Linked DNA regions of Mus musculus: region 1 is linked to region 2. A link is a contact called in public promoter capture Hi-C data. All regions are on one chromosome and are shown on one strand. The core of a region is the stretch at or near the end of the contact, and the rest is flanking DNA. Distances in the headings are between cores, read along the strand shown.

The links. Promoter capture Hi-C pulls out the DNA fragments that hold promoters and counts their contacts.
Region 1: a promoter capture Hi-C map of hippocampal neurons shows a contact between it and region 2, with 2.5 times the contacts expected there. The contact joins the promoter of Themis here to the promoter of Lama2 in region 2. A contact is called at or near these places in 2 of 39 promoter capture datasets (hippocampal neurons and liver).

What each region holds. Positions count from the first base shown.
Region 1 is chr10:28,666,689-28,671,229 of GRCm38.p6, reverse strand. It overlaps Themis (thymocyte selection associated), which reads right to left and starts at 2,870. Exons shown (of 6, transcript NM_178666.6): 1 at 2,480-2,870. The coding sequence starts at 2,570.
Region 2 is chr10:27,614,821-27,619,556 of GRCm38.p6, reverse strand. Lama2 (laminin, alpha 2) reads left to right here and starts at 2,615. Exons shown (of 65, transcript NM_008481.2): 1 at 2,615-2,860. The coding sequence starts at 2,761.

The DNA of each region.
Region 1 (4,541 bases), core at 1,621-4,120, 1.1 Mb before region 2:
TACACTACATGTATGCCAACTGAAAGAGTACATCCTATAATTTTCCGTTTATGTAAAGCTTATGAGGGAGCAGAAGTCAAGGAGTATTGGTTATGTTGGGGAAGGGAGTAGATAACAATTAAAAAGTGTGTAAGATGAATCGTCTAGAACACTTACAGTTTTCTATTTCTTGAATGATGGTTACATGGATATACTTAAGGTGTGGAAATTCATTTTAATTAAGTGGTAGCATAGTAGTAAAGTCATAAAGAATAAAGACAATGATATGAATAGGTTTCAATAATAAAAATGAGATTAACATTTCTTCAAGTTAATATATGAAATCAATACTATCCAATAAAGTTCTTCATTAGATTTCTTAAAGAATCAATTGATATTTTTCTACATGTACTTTAAAAAAACCTGTAAAAAACTAAGTTAACTTTGAAACATGGAATAAAAATACATGGAATGAGAAGTACATTGAACATATATTAACGCTAATTTCATAGCTGCCCATTTATACAATGTATACGATTGGCCAAAATTAATTTTAAAAATCAACTAACAAAACAAAAGAGGCATTTCAAAGACAAATGTTGCATCTGATTTGGAAGCAACAAAATGATACTGGAAAATCAGCTAAAGATGCACAGAAATGTAAAGTCGGGTCCCCGTACACCATGGCATAGCATTGCATCCTGAAAATAAACTGAATGTAAAATATGAAACTGTAAAACTGTTGTCAAAACTCTTCCTAAATGTTTCGAAAGATGTCTTCCATAAAGCCCTAAAAGCATAAACCATAAGACAAGAAGCAACTGATAGCTGTCTTAAAAGCATAAGTCCCTACATGGTCTGAGGAAGACAGGATAGAAGACGACCTGATCCCAAACAATTCACAAAAACTTACATAAAACCTCATAATAATCTGAGAGCAAGTACTGTCAACCCATTACCTCTTATGGGTGTGTAAATATATAGGTAGCATGTGTCAACCTGTTTTGTTTTGGTAAGGTAAGACTGAATAAATATTCTTTAATTTGTGATAGGGTTACATCTCGAAAGCCCACTGGGAACTGAAAACATCCAAACTCTCAAATATATACAATACATCTAACACCGCACAATCACAGCTCAACCTACTCTACCCTAATTGTGTGCAGACCATGTACTAGTCACAGTGAGTGAAATCATTTGACAAGATGCCTATTTTATGTTACCAAGTGTTTAATATTCCATATGACTTATTGACTATTGTACTTCAAATGGAAAAAAGAACTGAACGATTTGTGCAATTCCACTACAGTGAAAAGTCCAAAAATTGGAAATCTAACCATGGGACAGACTGTGAGTGGGAAAGCTCACATGCCAACCATTCTCCCTAGTAATTTGACTAGACCCAGTTTTTTTTTGATTGGCTTTAATTTTCCCCTTTTTGTAAGCAAAAATTGATATCCAACTAGGAAATATTTTGAGAACCTTATATGTAACCAAACTTAAAAGGTTTGTTTTGTTTTGTTTTGTTTTGTTTTGTTTTGTTTTGTTTTGTTTTGTTTAGAGACAGGGCTTCTTTCTGTAGCACTGGCTGTCCTGGAATTTGCTCTGTTGACCAGGCTAGCTTGAACTCATAGAAATCCACCTGCCTCTGCCTCCTGAGTGCTGGGATCAAAGAGCTGTACCACCACCATCCAGGCCAAACTAACTTTAAAATGTTAGTATCGTTCATATTAGGGGATTTTACACACTACAGTAAGTTACACCAAAATTCACCAGCTTAGTATTCAACAATCCTCATTAAAATTTACCTTTTCAACACAAATCTTAAAAGATACTCTACAGTCAATAGGCACTAATTTCTTTACCTTTAAATAAAAGTTCCCACCATTTAAGGAGTTTGTAGAGCAGGAAGAGAGGATTACAAGTACAAGGCAAGCTTAGAAGTCCGAACTTGGCAGCATTCATTGTAAGACTGTGCCCTTGATAGGTGCAATCATTTTGGGTGAAACAAAACACAAAACAAGCTTGATAGTGTTTGGGTTTTTGTTTTGATGTTGCTGTTTTTAATAGTTTAAAAACAATAGTCAGCAACATTAAACTTTTTTACCTGATGGCAATTAATTTCAAAGAGTAGGGCAGAGACAGAACATCCTTTGTGCAGACTTGTCGAATGCTTACCAAGAAAAAAAATGGCAAATGGCAATTCACAAAGTTCCACTCCACCTTTCTTAAAGCCTTAGTTTCTTCTTTCTTCACCAGCTGGGATGTGTGTGTGTGTGTGTGTGTGTGTGTGTGTGTGTGTGTGTGTGTGTCTGTGTTCAACTTTCCTTCAGACAACTTGCACTTTGTTTGCTGGGTGTGTATATGTTTGAACTAAGTATCGAATCACTGAACTATACACACAGCCTTCCACGTATTTCTTACTAAAACCTCTCCCACAAATTTCCAAGAGACTTTATAAGAACATTCTATCAAATTAAAGAATTAGAAAAATACTTACCTTCAAAGTAGATGCCTGACTGGATTTCTAGGACCCTGGGGAGGGTCCTCAGGTCAAGGGAGTAGACAAATTCTTCCAGAGATAAAGCCATTGTTGTGTCTTCGGTGGTATATAGACCTGATCTTTTACAAGACCTTGTGGTTTCTAGATGTCAATTGTCTACCGTTCTGTCTTTGCTCATAATTGCCCACACAGGCAGAATGTGAAATGGGAGCCAATCGGGGTAGGACAGCCCTAAGGTGGGGAGGTACTTGTCTGCAGTAGCTGGTCTTCAGTTTCTACCTGGTGCAGGGAGGTCACAGGAAAGCCAAGCCCAGGGCAAACAGCTCAAGCAGCGGAAGAACTTGAGAATAGGCAGGAGACAGTGGGTAAAGCTCTTTTTGTTCTCCCTGCGGCTGCATTTCCTTCTGACACTGAAGTAGAAACACATGGGGGTGGGGTGTGTTTGTCTGAACTGACACTACCCAAAGTAATGAGGTTGGCAAGTTGCTGGTTCTTGTGCATCCACAGCAGTGGCAAAATTGTGATGAAACAGAGTGGCCTGTGGCATGAACACTGGACATGGCCAGAATGCAGGCACAGTGTCTTACCTTAAATATGGCACTATATCAGTTTGTTGCCTCTCTGCATCTGGGTTCTAGCTTTGCATACTCATTGTGCTTTTACATTAAACTTGGTTACAAAAGAAGCTGTTGTCAGCTGTTTTTAGAAATCTGATACTCTGAGGACACATAGAAACCACCTTTTATCTTTACACATTAAAATTTTTGCTGAAGTTTAAAGGGAGGGAGGAGGTGTTACATGAAAAGTGACTCAGGAATTAATAGAGTAAATTGATGGGAACTTTCTGGTCTCTGCACTGAGAAGGAAAGTATTTAAAGCAAAAGTAAATTAATTAATAAAATAAAATAAAAATAAAGCAACAAAACCAAAGAAAGAAAGAAAGAGAGAGAGAGAGAGAGAGAGAGAGAGAGAGAAAGAAAGAAAGAAAGAAAGAAAGAAAGGAAGGAAGGAAGGAAGGAAGAAAGGAAGGAAGGAAGAAAGGAAGAAAGGAAAAAAGGAAGAGAAAGAACTACTTATAAGACATATATTTAAATGTTTGCTTCCTCTTTGAAGCTCTCCTTTTAAATGTAGATTTAAAAACATAAATAAATAAACTGCACAAGCCCCGAAGTCTATAAATTTGCTCTTATGATCTAAACATAAGTTGAAAAATGCTCAAAGCCATAAATAAATAAATAAATAAATAAATAAATAAATAACAGAAACCTTGTGAAACTAATTTTTATACATCAAAACCAATCTTTCTGTTTATTTTGATTTTTGTTTCTTTTAAACAAAATTTTCCTTAGGATATCAGGCTGGGCTCAAACACATGCCAGTCCTCCTTGCCTCTGTCTTAGGATTACAGGCATGTGTCACCACCTCTGCCTTACATCGGAGTTTTGTTGTGGTGGTGCTAGGGTTTTGTTTGTTTGTTTGTTTGGTTGGTTGGTTGGTTTTAAATTTTTATGCTTCCTATTCTTTGTACTTAATTCAAACATCATCTTAGAGGTTATACTTGCAATTTAAAGTGAGACTGTCTATGTTTTGTAGATAAATAAAGGAAGATTGGTTGAAGTTGATAAAGATGAACTATGATGAAAAGTTGTTCATTCTCAGGCTGGATTCTGGACAAATTGCTTGATCATGATAGAGCATCTACCAAATGCTAAATGCTTAAAGCTCTTCAGAGTCATGTTCAGCCCTTGTAACAATTTGCTAGCCTTCATTCTAGGCAAACTTAGGGTTAATGTGGGAAATTCTTCAAGTGATTTTCACTAGTAACTTTTATGTAATCCCTTGAAACATTTTTGTCCCCTAAATCTCCCAAGCTTGATAAATGTAGCTTCTGTCTCATTCTTACCTAAGTCTGGGCCTCTCACTTGACTGAAAACACTATTTGTAGCCTCCTGGCATATTTCATAGGATTTTAGAATATGGAAAGGGCTGCCTCTTGAAAAATCATACATTTTTAGAGTTAGTGCTGCAGTAAGTTTATTTGGTATGTAATCAATGCTGG
Region 2 (4,736 bases), core at 1,366-3,865:
ATACAGATCAAAGGAGCAGTAGTAAATTGCTTAACATTTTGTATAGCATAATTCTCTAAATAAGGATTCAATGAATGTTGACCAAATTAGTTGCATTAGTATCAGTATAGATATTTGAAAACTAAATATTAGAATTCCATTAAACCATGAAACATTTAAATTTTTGAAAGTATATTCGAGACGTGTGTTGAAATCTTTAAAGCATGTCTTAGGATGTTTAAAAATGTAAATTTACGTGGGGGATGGAAGTTGCTGAATTGCTTAGATGTCAACTTTCCTCCATTTAATTTATAGACTCAATTGCTGTCAAAGTTTCTATTACCTCTCTGATATAAGTAGAAATTGATGAGTTAGTGCTGTGGAGTTCATAGAATCAAACATACTCTTGTGATCTAATGCAAATACCTGTGCATAGGTATTTATAACAACTATTAGTACTTATTCAGGCTTGGAAGTAGTAAGGAGGCTTTAAAAACTCAGTGATTGTCTAAGCTTCGTGGGTCAAAAGATGAAAAGGAAGATGAAGTGGCAAATTAGGGAGTAATTTTAAGGTAGTGAGATGATCCAGCATGACATACTTATCCAAATCCAGATTCATCTGAGGCAACAGCTTAATATGTGCTGTGCAGACAGGGTGATGATTGTGACAGCACAGAGTCCCCACTTGTAACAAGTGCACCTTGATGAAGGAGCTGGGAACAGAGGACACACACACGCACATACACAGACACACCACACACACATACACACAGACACACATGCACACATATACACACACAGACACACATAAACACACAAATATACAACACACACACACACACTCCTTTTAATTTATGCTCTATTGATCTCAATCTAAAACAGTTCTGAAGCAATAACGTAAAAGTGTTCACCTTTATTAATGAAAACATTTTCTCTAAACAGCTGCAGTAAAATTCAAAAGCTCTAGAATAGTTAAGAATTTTGTTTTTTAAACTAGTACAGGGTTCTAAGACTGTAATAGACAAACTGTGACAGAGATAAATATATATATGTATATATCCCACAGGATGAACTCATTTTGGGAAGAACAAAAGAGGTGAAAGTCATAATATGAAGAAATGATACTATTTGTATCAAATGTTGCCTCTATATGTGTGTGAGAGAGAGAGAGAGAGAGAGAGAGAGAGAGAGCAGCAGAGCCCTCATCTAAGTCTCTTTTTCAGACAGCACACATAGATGTACAGAAGCCATAGATCTAAAGTAGGAGCTTAGACATGCCTTTAGGAGGGTTCCCGATGACAAGTGGATGTTAGCTCTGGATTCTCACCAGCTCTTTACGAGAGTTACTGTCTATTACTACGAAATGAAAATATTGTAGCTTCTATGTGGCATCTTAAAGATGGATACATCTTAACTATAAATTAAAAAGAAAACTAAGCCATCCATATAACAACCATATGCACTGCAGTATGGAAATAGATGTATAAATGGCTTAGTAGTCCAATACTGTACAGAATTTCACTCAGTGTAAGGGTCTGAAATATTATATACATTTTGGTGAACTGGAAACTCACAAAGCATTATCTCAGTTGGCTTAATTGGTGCATCCTGTAAAATTAGTAAATACATTTTTTTTTTTTTGCAAACAAACTGTCGGATTTCAGTTTTAAAGCTTTTTTTTTTTTCCCTTAAAAATATTTAGATGAGTTGTCCAAGGCTTTAATCCCAGCACTTGACAGACAGGGGCAGGTGCATCTCTGAATCTGAGACCATAGTGAGATCCTATTTCAAACTGACTACACACACACACACACACACACACACACACACACACACACACGCACGGGCACACATGCGGTGGCCCATTCAGAAGTTCAAGATGGAATACTTTATGGTGTAGGCTTGCTCTTTCCTTGAGTGCATCCTGATGCCAGGGTACACTAATACAAAGGGTATCCTGGGTGCCACCTAAAACCTGTGAAGTTGTTTTTCCAGGCCCTACTGAGAACCAGTGGCCTTTTCAATAACAACCTGTTATGGAGTGGCCATGGGAAGCCCTGTGACAGAGGGTAGAACACTGCTTTGTTGAGTTAAAAGGAAGAAGCCACCATGACTGATAAGCAGAAATCTTTACAGACATTCCATTCCCTTTTAATAATGTCCCTTGGTTATAGGGACAGCTTCCAACCAGTGGAGTGATTTCAGAAACATTTCAGTGGAATTGGGACAGCTTTAGTCTATCATCCCCTGCTCCCTGCACAGCTGCCTTCCGGGAAGTTCCTTCCTAATGTGCAAGCCAGCGTGAGGTTCCCCGTGGGCAACTTCAGTTCCCTAGTAGTTAGCACCATGACCTTGGGACAGTCTGGGATCACCTGGACCCAGGGCAGCTGCATATAATTTTGCCAGAACCTTCTGAGGAGTCAAAGTTTCTAGCTTTCTTGGCAATAATGTTTTCCATCTGGAGGGATTTCACAGACCCCAGAGTGCCTTGGTATCAATTACTTCCTTAATGCTAAAGAAGTTTGGATAACTCCTGCTAGAGGCCCTATTCCCTTGACAGAGGAAGCACAGAACACAGGTTCTTCCAACCAAGGACCCTTTAAAGGCCCAGGCCTGGGAAGGGGTGGGGACTGCCCTTTCTCACCCACCCTTGGGCGGTGGCAGGGCAGAGCTGGGGAGCACTGTCTCCTCCTCTTTCCCCTGCAGCTGCTCATTTCAGCTGGGTGGACCCGAGGCTGCAACTCCGTGGGCTCCGGGAGGAGTGGATCTGCTCCGGCCAGGATGCCTGCGGCCACCGCCGGGATCCTCTTGCTCCTGCTCTTGGGGACGCTCGAAGGCTCCCAGACTCAGCGGCGACAGTCCCAAGCGCATCAACAGAGAGGTACAGTCCAGGGCGCCCTTTCCCTGGAGCGCTGCTCCTAACAGGCTTCAGCTAGAGAGAAAGAATTGCTGGTTGGGGACCACTTTCTCGCTTTACTTTAGGGTGTGCTCTTCCAGGCGCAAGGGACTGAACTCCTGCAAATTAAGAGTAAGACCCCCCCGAGAGAGCTGTGCGGGGCACAAGGAACACCAAACTGCTCACTAAATCCTGGAAACTGGTCTACGGAAAACTAGTTCTAAAGTTCCCAAGGCAGACTTTTTTATCTTTTCTTCTTTCCAATTGAGAGAAAAACGTTTCATCAAATTAGATTCCGTTCCTGCAGAGGAAAGCTCTCACTCCCACCCCCACCCCCATCCCTGGCGAGCAGCTGTAGTTGAGCTTAGTAACTTTGAGTTAAGTAATTGTTTTCTTTTAACTTTAAGAATCCTGTTTCCAATTATTTACATAAAATAGTTAAGTATGTGGCTAACACCTCCACTCACATTTGTGAAACCTCCTCTCACTCAAAATAGACTAGACTTCTGTTTATTCTCAGACTCCAGTGGTCACAAACACATCTCAGGGGCTTTGAGGGACAACTGTATTCAATGCAGCTAAATTATTCTTATCAGAGCATTCTATTGTTTTTGTGCATACATTTCTGAAAAGCTTGGGAGTCTTTAAAGAGTTAGCAGAGATTTTTACAAGATGCATGCACAGCACCAAGAAACATAATTTGTAACACATTCTTCCAGCAAGCATTTTCCAAAGATGAAAAACCTGAATCAAAATAAAAAGTATTTCAGAAATATGTTAACTTTGTTTCAACGGGTTTGTCCTCAAAAGTGCAAAATCTAGAAGAAAAAGCTTTAGGAAGTTGGATGAGGCTGTATCTGGTAGAGTAGTTTTTCTTGTTTAAAATTAACTGAAACTATGTTAGTAGTTCTCATGTTTAGTAGTTCTCATGTTTGTTCTTGATTTAGACCAGCCCTTCACACAGGACTGTTTAAGAGGATATAACAGATAGCATAAGCCCCTCACCATAATCTTTGATTATACTTCCTAGAATAAAAATGACTCCCAGTTTCTCCAGATAACCTTCTATTTTTGCAGAGGTGAAATCGGGTCAGTGTGGTGCAAATAATAGAATTACTGAGACTGCTTTGGAGAAATATCCTTGGCTGTTAGTTTGAAAACAAAAAGTGCCACATTTAACGTTTGTCCTTTCTTCTATTGTGATTAACAATAGGTGATTCTTTAATTCTACTGGGTAGCTGGGAGAGATAGGCTAGGTCTTTCTTTGCACTGCTCTCTACTTCCAATAAGGCCAAAGATTGCATTCTAGAGTATAGTCCTGTACTGAGTTACTGAGAATTCTCTTTCATGTGTGTGTTCTTCCCCGTGCTCTTTTTTTTTTTTTTTTACATTTATTTATTTATTTGTAGTGGGGATATACAAATGATGTGGTGAATGTGTGTGGTCAGAGATCAGTTTGGAAAAGTCAGAACTCTTTTCGCCCTCTGAGTTCTAGATATACAAACATGACATTAAGCTTGGGCAAATACCCTTAGTCAAGGAGCCATCTCCTCTCTCCCCTGGGCTCTGTGACTGTCTTTGTTACAGTCATTTGCAGTGTGTTTGAAGAGTGGGTCTAGGATAAGTGATTTAAATTTATTAATAATAAAAAGTATATTTAAAATACATTTATGATGGCTTAAATTAGTGTAGCACCTTATAATTTAATGTTCTTATACAGAAGCCATATACCCTTGGACCAGAAGATCTATTTTCATCTCTGTTGTTATTATTCCCACAGGGCTAACTTAAAACCTAAGGCTTGGAGTACTAGCCAAGGAAGTTCACATAACTGATGAGAATATTGTTTTCAGAAACTAAA